2 separate regions of the Arachis hypogaea genome follow, and region 2 is linked to region 1. The links are chromatin contacts, called in public Hi-C maps. All regions are on one chromosome and are shown on one strand. Each heading gives the region's core, a stretch centred on a gene start, on an enhancer-like site or on the middle of the called end of the contact. The rest is flanking DNA. Distances are from core to core; before and after follow the strand shown.

Evidence for each region. A called contact is a pair of places that touch in the nucleus more often than the background predicts.
Region 2: a contact with region 1 is called in a Hi-C map of leaf, with 2.6 times the contacts expected there. The contact joins the promoter of LOC112772869 here to the enhancer-like site in region 1. A contact is called at or near these places in 6 of 8 Hi-C or Micro-C datasets (all in leaf).

Annotation. Positions count from the first base shown.
Region 1 is chr3:10,760,726-10,767,980 of arahy.Tifrunner.gnm2.J5K5, reverse strand. It overlaps the pseudogene LOC112789459. Among protein-coding and RNA genes, the nearest start is that of LOC140183062, 8.9 kb to the right of the region's middle. Within about 2 kb of position 3,155, at least 1 of the 3 cell types and tissues checked has open chromatin away from gene starts, as enhancers often do.
Region 2 is chr3:10,808,315-10,815,846 of arahy.Tifrunner.gnm2.J5K5, reverse strand. It overlaps LOC112772869, which reads right to left and starts at 5,628. Exons shown (of 3, transcript XM_025817875.1): 1 at 5,260-5,628; 2 at 3,297-5,079; 3 at 1,506-3,178. The coding sequence starts at 5,628. The coding sequence ends at 1,506.

The DNA of each region.
Region 1 (7,255 bases), core at 1,906-4,405:
AGGGTTTTATAGATTTTGATAGTTGTTGTTGATGATGAGGAAACAGTGATGGAGAGTGCTTTTGGGAATGCTTCTGCCATTACAGACCAGAGGCAAAAGACAGAGGGGAATGCAGTACAAAAGCACATCCTTTCTGCTGTTATTTCTTCCAGTGACATTGTTCAGGCTAGGAGATTTATTGACCACAGTTCAGTTTCTTTTCCTTGCCCCATAACTTCTTTTTTTCTTTTGTTAATCTAGGGATTTATTTGCTTTCCTCAATTTCAAGCTCTTGATAATCTTGATGTTTTTGGTTTTGTAGTGTCATTGGATGATGTCCCATTAGTAGTGTCGCGGCAGCTGTTACAAACTTTTGCTCGAGTTGGGAAGATTACAGCCAGAGACCAAGAAAGAAATTGCACATTACACCCTTGCGCAGATTCAGCCTCGCGTTGTGTCCTTTGAAGAGCAGGTTTAAATTTACGCATTCTGCAATAGGAGACTTTAAATTGTATCCTACTTACTTAATAGTAGTGTATAACTGTTGTTTATGGAAAGCTTTATCTTGCAGGAAACATGCTTCTGTAATCCCCTGTTTGCTAGCAATCATTTTTAATTTTTTCCATAAGTATCTTGTTTGATGGGTAAATTCTGCAAACCAAAAATACTTACTGGATAAAGAGGATTTTTTACTCACTGTTTTGTGCTATTCTGAACAATCGTATAACTTGTCCTGAGATGGTGGGAAGGAGAAGAGGAAAATCACTCTTTTTGCTTCTAGAGTCACTTGTTTGGATATGCATTCAACAACGTAATTATTACTATGGTAGTTCATTGTTATGTCAATCATCAGGAATGCGGTCTTAGAAAATTTCTTGCCACCAAGTTTATTTGCTTGTGTGAAATAATGTGTTTCTGTTTCAGCACCAAATAAGAAACACACTCCTTCCTGACTAATTTTATGATTTTATATTTTTTGCAAGGAAATCCTTATTAGATGGTTCTTTTTCTAAGACCGTGTTTGACTTTTTCTTTTCTTTTGTTTGTTTTGGCTCTTGTTAGGAGGATCTCTTGTATTATTTTTCTCTGTCTTAGTTATATCCTTCTTTTATCAATTTTTTCTTTTTTAAAAAAGAAATGCCATATAGGATAGTCATAACAAAACATGGAAGAGCACAAGTATTCAATACTATATTATCTATAATTTTTAGCGTTATATACTGTCCATTGCAATTCCAGTTCTATGTTTTGCATATATATGAACATTATTATTTTAACTTCTGTAAGTATAGGGATGTTTCGTCCTTTCTAACTACACTTTTTGTCTTTGTTACTGATGGAAAAATCATTTATTTATTTTTGCAAAGCAAAGTCTTCAATTAAAATCTACCCTTTTTTGGCAGGATGATGATGCTGTCCATGCTGAAGCTTTTATTAATAAAGCATCATTTTTGGTTAGCAATAGTCAGCACTGAATTTGCAGTATAAGGTTTGAAAACTTATGGCTGTGAAAGATGACTTAGCTTAATGATCCATGAATTCATTGAGTCTTGATAGATCTGATTCTCTATTTTCCAATTTTTTTTACCTCTCAGTATGGTATGCAAGGATCTCAGATTTGAAGAGGAAATTCTTGGAAGCAGCTTTGCGATATTATGATATGTCTCAAATTGAGAAAAAGACAAATAGGAGATGAGTATGTATGTTGCATTCAGTCTTTTTTGTCTGAATTTATTGATATCCTTGTGTCTTTCTACGTATGCACTTGGTGTATTCTTTATTGTAGGAAGATCAATGAGGAAGCCCTTGAGCAAGCTTTATCTGTTGCTCTTACATGCACATTATTGGCAGCTGCAGGACCGCAATGTTAACATTTTCTTGCAACATTGTACAAGGTATTTGATTCAATCATTATTCATTAATGACTGTACAATTGTGAAAGTTCTGTTCACAATATCAAATGTTATTATATTAATGTTTGCGTACTTTGATTAGGATGAGCGGTGTTCAAAGTTAAATATCCATCATTTGTGGCTTTCCTTGCTGATTGTATAATGTGAATCCATTTATATCAGGTGTATTTGGAGAGAATTCTTAGAATGTACTTAAAAGAGTTCAAAGTAAGCTAAAGAGGTAGAAAATCCAATGTTTGTTACTAGCGGAGCACATTATCTTAGCCAAATTTGTCCTTGGACCAATGGCCAATTATGATATGCAACACACCAGAATTTCAAAAGGTGTATGCGTGAAATAGAGAAAATCCAAAGAAAGTTTGTTTGGGGGAAAACTCAAAACGAAAAAAAAAAGCATCATGTAAGCTCGGAGATTCTCTATCACAACAAGAAGCAAGGAGGAATAGGGTTCAAGAAGCTTCAAATAATGAATGATGTTTTTCTCATCAAACTAGTTTGGAAGCTCATATGGGATCCTAATACTCTATGGACAGGTGCTTATTCAAAAGTATGCAAAGCATCGGTGCTGCAGTCAAGGATTAATAGCCAAAGCCTCAGATTCTCTACTATGGAAGGAGTTATCTAGAATTTGGCCGGTTATGCAAAACCTTTTGATATGGAACATTGAAAATTGAGGAAGTGTTAATTTTTGGAATGATAGATGGATAAAAAGAACCCTACAGCTGAGAACTATGGTGGAAGATACCCCTCCTAATGTTATGAATATGACTAAAGTTGCTGATTTTGTAGATAATAATGGAGATTGGGATTTACACCTTTTGAACAACATACTTCCAGGAAGTATAGTTAAAAAAATAAGAGCTATACTACCGCCTAATGAGAATGGAGGAGAGGATTTTTTGGGATGGAGCTTAACAACAAGTGGTACTTTCACTATAGCTACTGGCTATAAAAGACCCTCACACAACAACAAAGCAACCCTCTAAACTATGGAGCACTGTCTGAAAATGGAGAGGACCAGAAAGAATGCGAATTTTTATGTGGCTTATGAGTCGAAATAGGCTGTTCACTGCTGCAAGGAGTGGAAGAATTTTGGGCGCTTCTAGCTGCTGTCACGCTTGCCCAATTGTGGAGGAGACCACTCTTCATGTCATGAGAGATTATCCAAAAGCTTCACCTATTTGGAACCAATTTATGACCCCTACTTTGAGATCACTATTTTTCACTACCCCTTTTGAAGTATGGCTTGACTTCAATATCCATAATGACATCGGGACATCTACTACTATCCCGTGGTTAGATATATTTATATCAACTTGTTGGTGGATGTGGTAATGAATAAAGAAGTGTTTGAAGCTCCGAATACACGACCTATGATAGTAACACAAATTATTAAAGAGTATGCATCAAACTGTAGGAGAGCTTTCATAAAGAATAAATTTGTTGAGCACACATGACAAGACATACAAGTTAATGTTGGTTGGAAACCACCTGACAGAGGATGGGTTAAATTGAATGTTGATGGATCAGCCATAGAAAATGAAGAGAAGGCTGACTGTGGAGGGATTATCCGAACGCACCAAGGGGAATGGTTGGCGGGTTTTAGCAATAATCTTGGATCATGCCAAGCAAGTCTCGCAGAATTATGGAGTGTGTTCTATGGGCTAAAGCTTGTATGGGAGCTGGGGTTCGAAGAATCATTGTTGAAATGGACTCTCAAGAAATATATGATTGCATCAGCAAGGATTATGAAGAACAACAGCAGGGAGCGATCCTTATAAAAGTTTTGGAATACAAGAATAGGCCTTGACAGCTAACTTTCAGGAAAATATATAGAGAAGCTAATCAATACGTCGAATGGTTAGCTAAGAGAAGCACTCATTGTCAACCTGACTTTAGATTTATTGATGTTTGTTCAGATGAACTGATTCGTAAGCTTAATGATGATGTAAAAAGGATTTCAATGTCCCGGATAATCTCAGTTGTGTAATATTCTTTTGGGCTCAGGCTCCATTTTTACACACACAAAAAATATTTTATAAATTATTGTAGTTGTCATTCAAATATTAGACAATTAGAGGTGTAAAAACCCTCATTTTGATTTCGTGATGAAACCATGTTGTGGACAAGTGAGGTTGAATGAGTCTCTCTCTTGTTACATTAGGGAATGGATAGAAGTTTGAGTAGTTCCTTCGATTCAATTTTCAAACTATGGCGTAAACAAGTTAGGTTGAGAAAATCAGATAGAAAGTAGGTGATTCTCTTTGTATTTAATTTCAATCTATTTTTTTATTTTAATTTCAATGTATCTTTTTATTCTATTTGAATTCTTATTTTCTTGTTTACTCTCTTGTTCCTTATCATTTTGTATCAAATTTCAGGTATTAGATTAATCTTTATTAATCTATATTTGTTTTTTTTTGTGTCAAACAAAAAAAAAGAGTTCAATGTCTCTAGTGTCTTTATTTATGTTCTTGTTATCTTTGTCTTTTTTGTGGTATTTCATTATTGTTTTTGTTGATTTCATTATTTAAAAAAAATAAATAAAACATCTATTTAATATGAGAAAAAAATTTATTTTTTTAAAAAAAATATTTTTATTTGAAATTTAATTCCACAATTTAAAATGACTATAATATATTAGAAGAATAGAATTTAAATTTAAAGAATGCGAGAGTTAATTTGCAAATTAGACTATTTTTTATCCGACTTATAAATAAAGAAAAAATGAGAATTGGACTTTTTAAAGGAATCCAAATAATGTATTTTTAGTTGTTTCAAAATAAATAAAAAAAAAACTTCAACTCTTAAATAATTTCTAATTCCCAACATTCTAAACAAATTCATAGTGCCAAAAATTTATCTTTCTTATATTTATTCCTTTCATATACTATTTATTCTTTTCATACACTAATTTTTCCATAGAAATATTCTCCGTTTCAAATTTCCAATAGGGGGCAATAGCAGTGCGGATTCCAGGGGAGTTTTGTCACCCCTGCATACAAACATGGCACATCCATGTTAAAGTAGGTAGAATTATATAATTTTTCATGACCTGAAAACTTGAGTAAGTATAATGTTTTTCATTTCTTGCATCTCCTTGAAGGAAATAGAAAAAAGTATATATTTATTTTATTATTTCTGAGTTATAAAATGTTAACAACACTTTTAAATTATAACTCAATTATAAATTATCATAAATACCATGATCTTAAGCATAATAGAAACTACCTATTTTCTATTTATAAATCTCAGGCACAACAAAAATTATGGTGGGAGAAAAAAAAAAAGCTATCAAAAGATATTTTGATCGTGTAGAAAAATTCTCAACCCAAATAAATTAACTATTGCTCCTTTCTACTTTTAACAGAGTCAAATTGAAAAAACAAATAAACTTTAATAATTTATAGCTAACACCCTTTTAGTCCAGGGTAGAAACAACATCGTAACACTATGATTAAACAAAAAATGCAGCACGTTACATCAAAAATAGGCATCAAAATGAAATAACTATAATATAAATTGCAATGCAGCATAAAAGAATTTCAAAATGACTTTAACATGATGTTAATACAGTTAAGTTTAAATTTTAGTCACAATCCAAGGGCTATTTAGTTGATTAGTTGCTTCAATTTAATAAGTTTACTAAGCTGATGCCAGTTGTGCTTCTGAGTTCTGTGACATGTTCCATGCTTGCAAAGTTTAAAAGATAATCCAAATTACAAAACCATTGATTAGAAGACTAGTCTAGTAGATCCTAAAAGTAAGTTGTATGCAACAGAATTCATGTGAATACCATTGAAGTTGGCTAAGTTGGAAGTGCTGCAAAACTATGTTGCTCCACAGAAGGATCAAAACAGCCACAGAAAATAAGAATGATGAATCCCATCAAGAACATCCCTAACATAAACCCACAAGCTTTTGCATAACATGCACTATTGCCTCCTCTTCTTGTTTCTTCCTTACTTCCCAATTCTTTTCTCTCAACCCTTAATCTAGAAGAACCTTCAAAAAATTCCTTAGCATCTTCATAATTAGCAAAAGATGCGATCCTATCAAATCCAACCTTTGTTGTCTCCCTCTCATCATGAAATTCCACCATATCCTTGTCAGTGTCGCCAACATCATCATGAAAAACCTCTTCTTCTTCTTCTTCTCCGTCTTCATCATTGGAGCAAGAGCAGGTAGAATCATTGTCGATGTTGATGTCTTCAGGGGACAGTGTCTGATGAGTGTTCCATGCATGAAAGGCTTTCTCCAAGGAGGCAAGTCTCTCGGAAATGTGGTGCAGATGGTGGGGACTTGATGACAATGGTGATTGAGAATTGGAAGCAACTTCAGCAGATAACAATTTCCGAATGAAAGCAATCTTGTTCTTTATGTCTTTGGAGAGAGATTCATGGGACTGTGTCTGATCAGGGGCATGCAGCAACAGATCATCCAGTATGGATGAGAGTTCCTGGAGTTTTGAATGCAGCACTGAGCTTTTCTTTGTCATCCTTTCTCTCTTTTTTCTCTGATGTGTGCAGTTGAAAATAATGGGTGTTTTGAGGTTGCAGTTACTAACTCTTGAGAAATGGAAACTGTGGGATTAGAAAGGAGGTAGGTGGCATTTGTAATTGGACCCATCAAACCTGAATACTAAAAACAAGGAAGGCCCAATCTTATGCTAATTAACAAGAAGTTACAACATTTCATAAAAGAGCAACATTTATGCTAATGGAAAAGTACAAATACATAATGAAAATATTAAATAATATAAAAAATGGATATATTGGAAGTTTATTTTATTGGAAGACTTTCACGTGTCAAGCAATTTTACTGGCACATTGCTATTTAAGTAGCAGGTTTATAATTTGTCTTGTAGCGAGTATCAGAGTTACAAAAAAAGCCTTGAAACATAAATGAAAAGACAAAAACATCTAGAAGTAGTAGTCGATTGGATAGGTAGCTAAAGTGGGAAGGAGCTGAGCTATTGGACTCATTTTAATTACCATATAAATATCACATAATTTCTTTAACCACTAAAAAATAATTTTTTTATCTACTTGCATTATAATGCATGTTAATTAAAATAGAGATTTTTTTATTTAAATAAAAAAAATTATTTATCAATTTAATTTAATTCGAAATACAAAAATTTATTAATTTATATATTTAGTATCATTTGAGTAATTATATATGTGACTTTTATTTTTTTATAATATATATATGAAATTAATATTTAAAATGATGAAATTGTTGAACTTGTAAAGGTCTTGATTTTATGATAATTGATTCCGTCGTAAATTTAGGGGTAAGCACGGATAATGGGTACTCGATTATCCGTTCGAATCCAAACCAAATCAAACTAATGGCTCTCT
Region 2 (7,532 bases), core at 4,379-6,878, 45 kb before region 1:
AAAAGCTCTTTTATTTTGTTTCAGAGTTCAGACAATACTAAAATAACCTATAAAGTAAAATGGGCTGCACCAAAAATGTACTTAAAATGGGCCCAATTTAGTAACATCCTACAAAATTGTCCAAAAAAAAAGAGACCAATAGAAAACCAACGGGCAATAGTCTTTTTAGTAGGGTTGGGCTGTAACTGTTCTAACGGACTTTCTTAACTAAATGAAAAGCATGACCAAAAAATCCTAAAAGCAAACTGCAAAAGAAACCCTCTACGTCTCACTTAATAAGATTTATGAATTTGAGAGATTCAGTGTGTGTTGGTTCAGTTTAAAATTGGAGTTGAGTTCAATTTGATTATATTAGAATTGTGTTTGTTTCAACTTGATTTATATTTAAATACTTTAATTCAAAAATAATTATAATTGATAAAATATTATTTGAATAACAATAACCAAAATCAATTTTAAATGTAAAATTACCAAAAGCATAAATATTAGATTAAACTTTTAGTATTATTATTTTAATAATTTTTATATTACAGAATTTTAAATTAGAACATATTATTATATAAAATATTATCTTAAATATTATATGCATATAATAAATTACACATAATATTAAATATATATACACATAATTGATAATGTCTAATAATTATAATGGAATCATAATTCATATTATACAAAATTTTAATAATAAACATAGTATATAAAAATTACAAACTACTTGTTCATAGAAAAGAAATAATTTTTTTCATTTAATTTCTCAACGGTAAACAGCTATAATTTTTAGCTCCACGTGAACGTGTGTTTAGAGGTAAAATCACTCTTGCATTCAGGGAATAAAAAAGTTGCCAAACATAGAAAGAGAGCGTTCAAGAGACTCAAACGTGTAAATACCAGCTTAACATTATGATCATTTATTAACAAATAATTATATAAAAAAAATAATATTTATATTTTAATTTAATATAATATTAACCCCTAATAAAAATTTTAACAAAGATTTTAATATAATACATTTTATATTAAAAAGTATCATTAACTTATGTGGGATTTTTGTAGTGAATTTTTTTCAATTGTTTCATATCTTGTTAATTGCGTGTTTTTCAAACTTATTAAGCAACAAATTTAATGGGAAGATATATATAAATATTATTTGAGAATAATTAAATATATTAGATCCATTTTGATCTCTTATCATTTTTCTATTGTAATCAATTGATAAGAGTGGTATTTGAGATGATTTTAGTTAAGAAAAGTATAGGTAAACAATGAGAATACTAAACTATGTTAACAATGGATATGTCAGATGTTCAATTCAAGAAGTATGCAGAAGATTATGTTCATTATTTTTAATTGAATAATTATTTTTTATTCGATTTACTCATGCACAGTTAACAATGACTAGATGTGCAGATGATTATCCTAATGTTAAGGTTTAGGAGGTAATTTGGGAAGTGAAGTATTTTTTTACTTTTTTTTTTTGGTAAGCTGGAGGCCAAAGGCCCAAGTTATCTAACAATTACTGTTCGGGGTAAACATGCCCCACGACCATCTTCATCTAAAATAAGCTGAAGCCTACTTGGAGGCTGATCCAAAAATGTAAATCCTGCATTCCAATCTCTTCCTTCTTTAGCCAAAGAGTCTGCAGCACGATTTCCTTCTCTATAGGTATAAGAAAATTTCAAGCTCCATTCTCTCTTTGTAAGATTGTAAATGTGTCTAATTAGTGTTTCCGGGTGATTTTTTGCTTTTTCTGCATCTTGTATAGTTTGAATTGCTGCTTGGGAATCTGATTCTACTATAACTCTTCTTAATCCCAACTCCCATGCCATCTGTAATCCATGGGTTATGCCCCATAATTCTGCTTGAAATGAATTACTGGCTCCATCGCTGGCTTTGAATCCTGCCACCCATCTCCCAAAGTGGTCACAAATTAAGCCCCCGCACCCTGCTTTTTTTGATTCATGGTCTGCTGCTCCATCTGTATTAACTTTTGTCCAGCCCTCAAGAGGGTGGATCCATGCGATCTGCTTCTCCATCCACCCCCTCTTCTCATTCCTTACTTCTTTCATTCTTAAGGCTTCATTTATATTATGGATGTATTTTTGTATAAACTCCACTGGCTCTCTTGGTCTATGAAAATGTGCCGTAAAAATTTCCTTATTACGCCATCTCCATAACCACCAGCAGGTGACCATGAATTGGGTTCTCCACTTCCCATTTTTGTTAATTCCAAGATCAGATGCAAGGTTCCATCTAATCCACAAATTAAAAGGAGCTCTGAAAAAAGGTTGAATGTGGCTGTAATGGATTGTTTTGGACCAAACCTGTGATGCTCTGCTGCAGTCCCTCAAAACATGCTCTAATGTCTCCACTATTCCTGGACAGGCATGGCATTCATCGCTTGTCCCAAAGATTTGCCTCCTCCTTTGTGCTGTCATGATCCTTCTATGCACCTCCAGCCATATGAAACATTTTATTCTCTCTGGTCCTGGCCATTGCCAAATTAGCTTCCAGATATCGTCATTTCCTTCCTCCCACCTTGCAAGAGCTTTATAAGCGCTTGCCACGGTGAAATTGCCATCATGAGTGAGGTCCCATTTGAGTGAGTCCCTCCCTAATTCTGGAGCAGGGGGAAATAGCGCTCTGATTTCTTGCAGTCGATCCTCCTCAAGGAAATTTTGGAGTAGACTGTAATTCCAGTTGCCTTCTCTAACTGCTTCGCTCACATACATATTCACCCTCATATCTATGGTTACTTGGCTAACATGGTTCAATAGAGGTCTTTCATCTTTCAACCATCGGTCTTTCCAGAACAGGGTCGAAGATCCGTCTCCAATTGAAAAGCGGACATGCTTACGGACAAATTCTCCCACTTTTGTCAAGTCTTTCCACAAAATCGAATCTGAGGAAACTGCTTGCATGTCATGAACTAAGTCCAACTGCCTACCATATTTACTGATTAACACTCTTGCCCATAGAGCCTCTTTATCTGTTATGAGTCTCCACAGCACCTTTGATAAGAAGGCCTCATTCATTTTAGTAAGATCCCTAAAGCCCAAACCTCCATTGTTCTTACCCCTGCAAAGTTGTTTCCAGCTCACTGCATGCATCTTTCTTTGTCCTTCTTCTTCTCCCCAAATAAAACTTCTTTGCATCTTTTCTAATTTCCTATACACCCCTTTTGGTATAGAGGAATGCATTATATCAAAATTAACAGCAGGACTTATCACCGCTTTGGCTAAAAGTTACCCTCCCGGCAAATGAGAGGCATGAGGCTTTCCATCCCTGTAATTTACCTGCAACTCGCTCCAAGGTGGTCTTGAATCTGTCCCTCCCTTTTCGGCTATTTATAATCAAAGCGCTAAGGTATCTGCCAAGAGAAGGCGTTTCCTCAAACCCTCCTTCTGCTGTGATGGCCTCCCTCTCCTGTCGATTTACACTCTTTGAAAAATAAATAGAGGATTTCGTCTCACTCACTCTCAAGCCTGCAGATCTCCTAAACAACTCAAGAACTTGTTTTACTATTCTAATCTGTTCAACAGAAGCTTCCACAAAGAGCAGCAAATCATCTGCAAAGAGTAAGTGTGAAATTGAAGGTCCATTGCGCCCAGCCACCATGGGTTTCCAGACCCCCAATTGTACCCTCTCTTCTATCGCTTGGGATAATTTATCCATTGCAATAACAAACAAATATGGCGATATTGGATCTCCTTGTCGTAAACCACGACAAGGCTCAAAGGATTCCGTCTTGCAGCCATTCCAAAGAATTTTAAAAGAAACAGAGGTCACACTGCACATAATGATGTCTATAAGTTGTTGAGGTATCCCAAATTCATGGAGGCAATCTAAAATGAAGTCCCATCTCAGCCGATCGTATGCTTTTTCGAAGTCCACCTTTATCGCCATGAACTTCTTCTTTCCTCTCATCTTCTTCATATCATGGACCATTTCCTTAGCAATAATTATATTGTCCTGAATGAGTCTCCCTTGAACAAAACTGGACTGAAATGGTGCTATTCTATTGACCAATGTTGGTTTTATTCGATTGACTACTATCTTTGATAAGCACTTATACACCACATTACATAGTGCTATAGGCCGAAATTGTTTCAAATATTCTGGTTGCTGAATCTTTGGGATGAGAACTATTAGTGTTTGATTAACAAGTTTGACAGAGCTAGGATCCTGCCACAACTTTTGTATGAATTCCATAAAGGACTCTCTTATCACTTTCCACTGTTCTTTAAAGAAGTGTGCTGGATAACCGTCCTCTCCCGGGGCTTTCAAAGATCCAATGTTGAAAAGAGCTGCCTTTATTTCTTCATTTGAAAGGGGTGCACTCAACCTTCTTACATCATCCTCATGGATCGGAGGGTAAGTTCCACCTGTGATTTTAATCGGCTCCTCCATCCAATCTTTGTTGTAAATTCTTTTGAAATACGAGATGGCCTTATGCTTCAGATCCTCCATATCTTCGCACCATCTTCCATCCTCTCCTTTCAATTTACATATCCTATTCTTCCTCCTTCTTTGAACGGTCTTCAAATGGTAAAACCGTGTGTTCCTATCCCGATCAGTTATCCACTTTTGTCTAGATCTTTGCTGCCACATCACTTCTTCTTGTTCAAGAATTAGTTCTAGCTCTTCCGTAAGCTCTTTTTCCAATTTATCGAAAAACGGAATACGTCCATACTCCCTAGCTTGTTGAATGCCTTCAAGTCTTCTCATTACCCTCCTTTTTCTCCTATTAACGTCACAAAACACACTCTTATTCCACTCCTTTAAGAGGTGGGTGAGGGTGCTAAGCGCCTCAGGGAGTTGTTGCTCTTTTGGCCAGGCTTCCTTTACATAATGGTTAAAATTTGGGTGAGTTTCCCACATAGTTTCATATCTGAAAGGTTTCTCACCAACATCTACTCTAGATGGTACAAATCTTGCTAACAAGGGGTGGTGATCAGACCTCACTCTAGGCAAAACTTCGATGCGGCCATCAGGAAAGGTTGTTCTCCATTCAATATTAGCAAGACCCCTATCCAGTCTCTTGAACACCTTGTTCTGCCCCTCACGCTCCCCTCCTTTCTAGGTATATTTGGCTCAAATCCATCCCAGATCAATCAGTTTACACCTACTAATGCAAGATCGAAATCTTCTACAGGCACTTGGGTTATCTCTTCCTCCTCCCTTCTTTTCCTCAATATCAGCTATGACGTTAAAATCCCCTAATAGTAACTAAGGAATAGAAATTGAGTCAGCAATTACCTGAAGTTTCTTCCACAAAGTAGCTCTGTGCCTCTCTTGAGGACTTGCATATATGGCGGTCAATAGACAGCTCCCCCACTCTACTCTATCAACACTCAGGTGGATATACTGATGATGGGATTCCCTTAATCTTATATCCAGATTGGCATCTTCCCAAAGAACCCATATACCTCCGCTAAACCCCGCCGCATCTTCCACCACAGCAAATTGGAACCCCAACTCTCGGATAACCTCCCTTGCCTTTTCTCCACTACATCGGGTTTCAAACAAGAAGAAGCAGTCTGGTCTATACATTCTCCTATATTCCTTAAGAGCTCGAACAGTTGCTCTATTAGCAATTCCACGCACATTCCATGCAAACACAATCATGGTTTCGACCACTAAAGAAAAGAATCAACTCGACAAGATTGGGCTTTGGTCCCAATTATTACAGGCCATGAGGCCCATTACACAATCTGCATATCCTCCACTTGAGGTGGAGTGTCATTCTCTACCTGCATTCCTTTCAAGTCCATGGCTTCCTCACATTGCAACACTGCCTCCACTAGCTAACTGGATTTACCGGAACCAAAGTCCAACCTTCTAGGGTCAGGGGGTTTCTCTTCCTCCTTACCAGCCATGGTAGCTAGTATCATTTACGAATCATTGTTTTGCGATGAGGGGCATACATTCGCCCAATTTTCTTGGTGATAGTCAACAGTTTGCCTGTTTGAGTTGAGTTCCATAGGGTGGTTAGGATTAGTTGGCTCTGGGTTAGGCTCTAAAAGGGTCGTGGATGGGGTGTGCTGGGTCGGAATAAGGTTCCTATTATAGTTCGAAGGTTAAGATTGTGTTTGGTTCAAAGATTTTGACAACTCTTTTCCTGGCAGGTTTTGGGCTTTAAGCAAAGGTTGTGAAGAGCTTGGTTCTTGTTGGGCTTTTTTTAGTGGCTGGATAAGTGTCTTATGTGGGTCATTGTTGTTATTACAGACTTGTAGTCTATCCTTTTTCCTGTGAGTGACCTCCATTAAGCTTTTCTCTGTTTCTGTGTGATTGTGTGGACCCTCCTGATTACCATCGTCCTTGGGATCTATTTCCTCGGACTGCAACACTGCAAAGCGTGAAATGTTCCCTGCTCTTCCAGCACCCACTCCCTGTCCTGGCGCACCACTACCACTACTCCCATTCTCTCCAATTTTAACAGATTTTCGGCCACGTGTTTGTCTTTGCACAAGCATCCATGGACCATATTGTCCTTCTTCCTCTAGAATGACTCCTTTACCCTTGTTTTTTACTATATTCCCCAAAGTGCCCTCCCCTTCTTCCTCAGCACCTGCTGGTCCACCGCCATTCTCTGTCCCATCTTTTTTCGTTTTTGATTCTGGGCAGACTCCCTTATCATGTCCTACTCTTCCGCATGCAAAACACACTAAGTGCACTCCTTCATATTCCACGGCATATTTCACTCCATTAATCATATAGTTCGTGGTCAGGGGCTTTTCTAAATCTACTTCCACACAAATTCTTGCAAACTTTTCCCTTGAGACCTCCGCAGTGTTTGAGTCTACTTTCAGAGTGCGACCAATGATGTTTCCTATCTTCTCCAAGATAGTGCGATTGTAATATTCAATGGGAAGTCCCGGGAGCCGTACCCAAGCAGCGATATTATCAATGGATGCCTTCATGGGATCAAACTCTGGCTTCCAAAGCCTTACCGTCAAGTAGTGGTCGAAAATCTTCCACGGCCCCTCTGTGAGTGCATAGTCCAGATCTTCTCCATTGAAGAATTTCACCAAAAAATATTCATTTCCCAAGTCAATGACTTCTAAGCTTCCTCTTTTAGCCCACATTGTTTCAAGTCTCCTTTTCATGACCGCCAGAGTGATCCTCCTTCCTATGAGCTTCACTATGAGTGTCTCCCACCATTCGTTACAAAGCTCTCTTTTCACACGCTCTCCTATGATGAGATTGTAAAGTCCATCTGGCATCCTCTTTAGAGTGATGTCGTCCGCATTTTCTGCATCACTGTCTTCTTTCGCAGTTTCTATATCCTCATTTGTTTCCTTCTCTTGAGTGACTATGGCAGTCCTAGTCCCTATTTTCACAGTTTCTGCAAAGGTCTTCTGATATGTAGATCCTCCAGAAATCTTGTCTTGATCTCTTTCCATGTTTGTGTCTGGTTGATCTCCATCTAGCTGTCGTTCAGCCTCTGAGCCGTCCTCCATCCATTCTTCTACTCTTGGTACCAGCTTCCTTGCCCCTGCAATGGCACCCTCTACTTTCGACCTCCTTCC